Regions from separate parts of the Sus scrofa genome. Here region 1 is linked to region 2. A link is a contact called in public HiChIP or PLAC-seq data. All regions are on one chromosome and are shown on one strand. The core of a region is the stretch at or near the end of the contact, and the rest is flanking DNA. Distances in the headings are between cores, read along the strand shown.

Region 1 (3,123 bases), core at 360-2,859, 72 kb before region 2:
AATAATTTATTATAATACAGGCACTGAGAACATTTAACCCAAAGAGGTACCTCCTTCGGGGATTAATAATCTAAACAATTAATAATCTAAATAACTGGGGAAATATTCTAAAGGACAGGGAGGGTGAGGTGTGGAATAAAATCTTCAAGAGAGTCCTAATTTATTCGAAAAAACCCATAACTCTTTAGTAGGAGTCACCACCATCAAAGCAATCCAAGACAATCATCAATTCTAGTCAACCATGGCGTAAACTATATCTCAAAGAAAAGAAAGCATGATTGCTTTTCTTCTTAAAGGTAAATTCCTGTAACTCAAGTTTGAAAAAAACAGATGAAACTGGGATAGAATTTGGATTGTTTTACAGTACTATTTTAATAGAAATCTTATCTTAAATATAACTAATAAGAGAATGCAGCAAAATACTTACAATTTAAAGTCAATAATTTCCCTAAGCAATCCAAACACACATTTTCCACTTCAGATCTAAAATTTTTAAAGCAATTCTTACCAAATCCTTTGTTGAAAATATCTCTGGCAGCTTTGCCAAGGTCAGCATATGATGGCGGAATACACATTGCTGGTGGGAAGAAACATTCCAATGTTAATGTCCCTGTGCTCCCACAGTCTGTTCAAGAACTAGATTATGAACAGACTGCTATCTTTAAATCCAAGCAATCCAACTTGTTTTTATTACCACGAGGAGCTACAACAAAACTATAGTCTACTAGGATCCATGAGGGAGACATCAGCACCAAAGACTAATTTCTAAAACAGATAACTATAGTAAGTGGCCAAAAAACTTGGGAAATTCCTTCCAAAATATACAAAGAATCAAACACATACACACATATATAACTATACATTCAAATATACCTGCCAAAAGTCACTGGAATAGGCTGATTTAACCAAATGAGATTAAAAAAACTAAGACAAGTCCCTCACCCCCTCCCCCAATACATCCTTTAGTATCCTCTCTGAGGCCAAAACCAATATTCTGGAATGGGAAGAGAAAGGTAAATAATACCTGGGGAACTTAACGGAACTTAAAAAAAAGCCATCTATGTTTCACTCAAGTGTCTACATCAACTAAATATCAGATGGCACTTTAGACATATCCTCGGCCAATGCTGTGCGGCTTAAGGGCAAGCAATCTGAGCTCGTTACACTAGCTCATTCATTCTACACAGCACGTCCACGCCCTTAGGAGCACATGTAATGACCTTGTGCACTCACAAGGGAGATTACTACTTCCTCTAAAAAAGTGACCGATCCAAGCCTCCAAAAACCAAATCCGGTATCAGTAACTTTTTCCTCTGAGTCCATTAAAGACACATCCAAAAGCTGAAGGTGAATGCGACCATGAACCAACTCCCCTGGCCTAGTCCCCCTATTCGAAATCCAGCAACTCAGTCCCTCCTCCGCAGAACTAGAGGAGTCAGACGATGGAGAAACTACCAAAAGGGACAAATTTCCAAGTCCTCGGAGAGATACGGGAAAAGAAGCCCTAGTTTTCCGTTCGACAGGCTTCGACTGTCCAGGCACCGCCGCCCCGTCCCGCAGAGATCCCCCTCTACTTACGCCGTGGGCAGGTCTGTCCATAGGACGCCATGGCGAAGCCGTCGGATGAGGTGATCTGAAGGAGGGACATAAAGTGTGGTCAGCAGGGGTCAGAAGCAAACCAAGGGGCCAGAAAGGGGGTCTGGGACAGAGGGGAGAGGGGCCGCGGGGCAGCGCGGCCATCTTAGGGAGCCAGGGCCGACCCAGAGTCCGGCTCAGACATCCTGCTTGGCCGCCCAGGCCTACGCCCCCGGGTCAGAGTGAGGCGGGGGCAGCGGTACCTGGTGGTCTCCTGGGGGGAGGGGGAGGCGCCCCTGCCGTTCGCTCGCAGCAGAAACCGTTCGGCTCCTTCAGGGTCGGGCTGCAGCTCCCTCGGCTGGAGGGCGAAGTGAAGGAGACACCGTTCCGCCTGCCGCAACCCTGTCCTCCCCCCACCGGCCAGGACCCTGCCGCTGCCCCTGGGGCTGCCCGCCGCGCCTGTCCCCGCAGCGCCGCCTGCTGCCCACTCCAACCTGCTCTAAAACAGCCACGTGCTCCAAGAGCACCCCCGCCCCCGGGATAGGGCGCCTCGGTCCCTCGGCGGGGGCCAGAAAGACAGACGTTGCCGGACCTCAGGTCAGGCAGCGAAGAGGACAGCCCCAGAGACGAGGGGGCGGGGAACGACGGATGCTGCCGGAGGGGACCGCGAGGGCGGGGGGATGGGGTGGAGGCCCCGCGCGCGCTCAATATGGGCGGGGCGGGGCGTCGGGCGCGTGCCTGAGCGGGACTGCGCGCGACTGGGCGCGACCGCGCTCCCCGAGGTCACGTACATCTCTCCAACTCCCCTTCTTGGCTGTGACTTACATGCCCTGCAGAGCCAATCCCCGGTAGAGGAAGGAGTCTGCTGAGCGATACCACTTCTGCCCTGAGCAAGTGCTTGCGTCTCTGGAAGACCGTGTGTCTCTCCTGGCTCAGAGAGAAATGAGTGGGGCGCTGGGGCGTACCTCCAGCCCCTCGCCCACTCCCTTCTTTCGCCCGCTTCCCATCATGGTGTAATCGCCATGCTAGGCGGGGCTCGGCCTGAGAGGCTCTCTTGGGCTGCCCCGCCCTGAACAAACTTGAGCACGTCTCGGGGTGCCCCGCCTTTCCCTACTCCACCCTACCCCCGCTCAAGCCTTAGGGTTCCTTTTCTGCCTCCTTCGTCTGGATTGGGGTGGGACTGCTTTACACACACAGAGAAACTGGAGCGGTCTTGGTGAGTCAAGCCTGCTAGAAAATTTAGGAATCATGCTGACCAAGCATTAGAACGCTGCACTCCAGTTCTCTGGGTGTGCAGGAAGTGAAGAAGCCAAGGGGACAAGAAAAAAATGAGCGGTCTAATGAGATAGAAATAGGGTCAATTTAAGGTCGGTAATCAATAGCCAGTCTCAGCAATTTATCCCTTCTCTACCCCAGTTTTGTCTTGTTTTGTTTCACTCTATAAAATAAATGAGATGAAGTGGTTTTAACAGCCATTCAGCCATAGACTAAGGAAAGCTCATTTTCCCCCACTCTGGCTTTTTCTTCTTTTTCTACCCACCGTGTGGC
Region 2 (3,014 bases), core at 515-3,014:
TGGGAACCACCATATGCCGTGGGTGGGGCCCTAAAAAAAAAGACAAAAAGACAAAAAACAGAAAAGTTTTAAAAGATAACACAGGAGAAAATCTTTCTGATCTTAGGTTAGGTAAAGATTTCTTAGATATGACACCAAAAGCAAAATATATAAAAGAACAAATTGATAAACTGGACTTAATTTGTCTAGGTAGATGACTGAAGGACTTTTATGGTTTTTCATCTACAAATTTCTGCACAGTTTGGATCTTTTAAAGTAACATATTTCTATAATAAAAAGAAAAATACCTAAAAGCAAAATGTATCTGCTGAATAATATTTAAAATATAATTGTTACATTACTGCCCCAGGGAACTATTGTTTATAATTTTTTATTTATCCTTCACACATAGAATTTTCTATAGAGAAATCATATCACAGGTAATTCTGTACCATTTTACTTAACATTACTGCATGAGTCCTGTCTAATGCTATCAAACTATCCTTTGAAAAGGACATTTAATTGTATGGCTATACAAGAAATTATCCATTTCCCCACTGTTGGTAACCATTCATAGTTTTACTACTATTACAAACAGTACTGAAGTGACTTAGGTTAGATTTCTAGAAGTGTAATAATAACATCAAAAAAAACTGAGGTGTTATTTAGACACTATCACTCCCAGGTATGTCACTGAAGTTTGATCCATGTCAAAAAGCACTGCATGCAAAGCATGGTACTTGTCCAAAATGTTAACTGGTATGTAAAGGAAACATTCCAATTTCAGATAAGATTTAAAAGTTTATTTTGAAATCAGTGAGCAATTTAAAAATTACTTAGTTATCAAAGATCAATATTCTATTATCAAGGCACTGAGTGAATAGTCCACTCACGCAGAATCTTACCATCAATAGGCATTAATCAAACTTAGTTCCAAGTCATAGATAACATAAAGCAACTGACTGTTCTGTACAAAGTGGAACAAAAGATATCTTATCTTTTGGGTGGAGTCATGAGAAATTTCTGAAAACTATTAAAAGATACAATTTTTAGCACATCAACTCTCTCATTTACTAGCAAATTTATTTTTCTCTCCACATTTAGTTCATAATAATTAGAGATTTGAGCTGCCTGACGCAAAAGAGCTCAGTGTATTTCCTATGATCTTATCTTCATACTTAATGAAAACAGTTTATTAACACAAGAACTTTAAATCTGGTGTTCCTTAACAGTAGCATAGCTATTTTTTAATCAATGAGCCTTTAGCGCATTCCATTGGAGTGACTCAAATCTCTTCACAATATAAATAACTCAGTTATTTACCCACCATATTAAAACTGCAAATAGGTTTAACAAACTAAATACAATCAGCCTAGAACTGCACTATTGAAAGATAGTGACTATTGGAGTTCCCTTCGTGGCACAGTGGAAACAAATCCAACTAGGAACCATGAGGTTGCAGGTTTGATCCCTGGCCTCACTCAGTGGGTTAAGGATCCAGCATTGCTGTGAGCGGTGGTGTAGATTGCAGATGCAGCTTGGATCTGGCATTGCTGTGGCTGTGGCGTAGGTTGGCAGCAACAGCTCTGATTAGACCCATAGACTGGGAACCTCCATATGCCGTGGGTGCGGCCCTAAAAAGACAAAAGACAAAAAAAAAAAAAAGGAAAGAAAGACAGTTACTATTAACAAACTCTCCCTATCCTGCCCCCCTGTCCTCTGTGAGTGACCAGCTGCAGGACAATGTGGCCACTACTGAAAATGATGACTTGACTACAAAGAGTATTACCATCTATGAATCACCACTGACTCAGTCTCTGTGACAAATATGATGAACTGGCACTCAGCGTCCCTTTCAATCTCCCTTTAGTTGTTTTCTGCTACTAAAGAGGTTGAAACGCTAAAAATTATTCCTCAGGATCCACTGCAACTAGGGTTCTAAAACTGAATTAGATTCAGCCAACTAGATGCTCTGACATGAGATGCGGAAAACAGAAAGTGAAGTAAGGGCCATTTTCCTCAAGATTTTGCTATCCACAAGACTATGAAAATGCTGGTTGTGTGTGTGTGTGCATGTAATTCTCCAGTTTTCAGTCACTAACTTTGTGTCAGAAAGCAAGTGTAATTGTAGAGTGGCAGTACTGGCCTGTATTACAGGTAAAATGATATGTTCTCTGTGCATGTGTTAAGCTATATGTAACAGAAAATGTACTATTTTAACTATTTTAAGTGTACAGTTCAGTGGTATTAAGTACATTTACATTGTCATGCAATCATTACCACCATCCATTTTCAGATCTCACTCATTATTCCAAAAGGAAACTCCATAGTCATTAAACAGTAATTTCCCCATTGTCCCCTCCCCCCAGCCGCTGTCAATCACTATTCTACTTTCTATCTATGAATCTGACTATTCTAGATACCTCATGTGAGTGGAATCCTATATTTGTCTTTTTGTGTCTGGCTTATTTTCCTTAGCATAATGTCCTCAAGGTTCACCCATGTTGCAGCATGTATGAGAACTTCTCTTCTTTAAAGGCTAAACAATATTCCATTGTGTGTGAGTGTGAGTGTGTATGTATAACACATTTGTTTATTTATCCATCAAAAGGCACTTGGGTTGCTTCTAACTTTTGACTATTGTGAATAATGTTGCTATGAACATGGGTATACAAATATCTGCTCAAGTCCTGCTTTCACTTCTTTTGAGTATATATCCAGAAGTGGAATTGCTGGGTCATCTGGTAACTAATTTTTTTCAGGAATCGCTACACTATTTTCAAAGTAGTTGTATCATTTTACATTCCCACTAACAACACGCAAGTGTTCTAATTTTTCCATATCCTTACCAGCACTTGTTATTTTTTGGTTTTTATTTTATTTTTTTGTCTTTTTGCCTTTTCTAGGGCTGCACACGCGGCATATGGAGGTTCCCAGGCTAGGAGTCGAATCGGAGCTGTAGCCACCGGCCTATGCCAGAGCCACAGCAACGCGGGGCCAGAGCCACAGCAACACAGGATCTGAGCCGCATCTGC

Evidence for each region. HiChIP or PLAC-seq counts read pairs in DNA pulled down with a chosen protein or histone mark.
Region 1: an H3K27ac HiChIP or PLAC-seq map of alveolar macrophages shows a contact between it and region 2. The contact joins the promoter of VDAC2 here to the enhancer-like site in region 2. A contact is called at or near these places in 1 of 5 promoter capture datasets (liver), 7 of 47 Hi-C or Micro-C datasets (blood, embryonic fibroblasts, mesenchymal stem cells and 3 more) and 2 of 2 datasets of contacts at active chromatin or transcription factors (alveolar macrophages and skeletal muscle).

Annotation. Positions count from the first base shown.
Region 1 is chr14:77,766,181-77,769,303 of Sscrofa11.1, reverse strand. It overlaps VDAC2 (voltage dependent anion channel 2), which reads right to left and starts at 1,609. Exons shown (of 9, transcript NM_214369.1): 1 at 1,579-1,609; 2 at 509-577. The coding sequence starts at 1,609.
Region 2 is chr14:77,694,526-77,697,539 of Sscrofa11.1, reverse strand. All of the region lies in intron 1 of SAMD8 (sphingomyelin synthase-related protein 1), which reads right to left. Among named protein-coding and RNA genes, the nearest start is that of SAMD8, 17 kb to the right of the region's middle. Within about 2 kb of position 1,764, at least 9 of the 83 cell types and tissues checked have an H3K27ac peak or open chromatin away from gene starts, as enhancers often do. A contact at or near this core is called in alveolar macrophages, where this site is marked.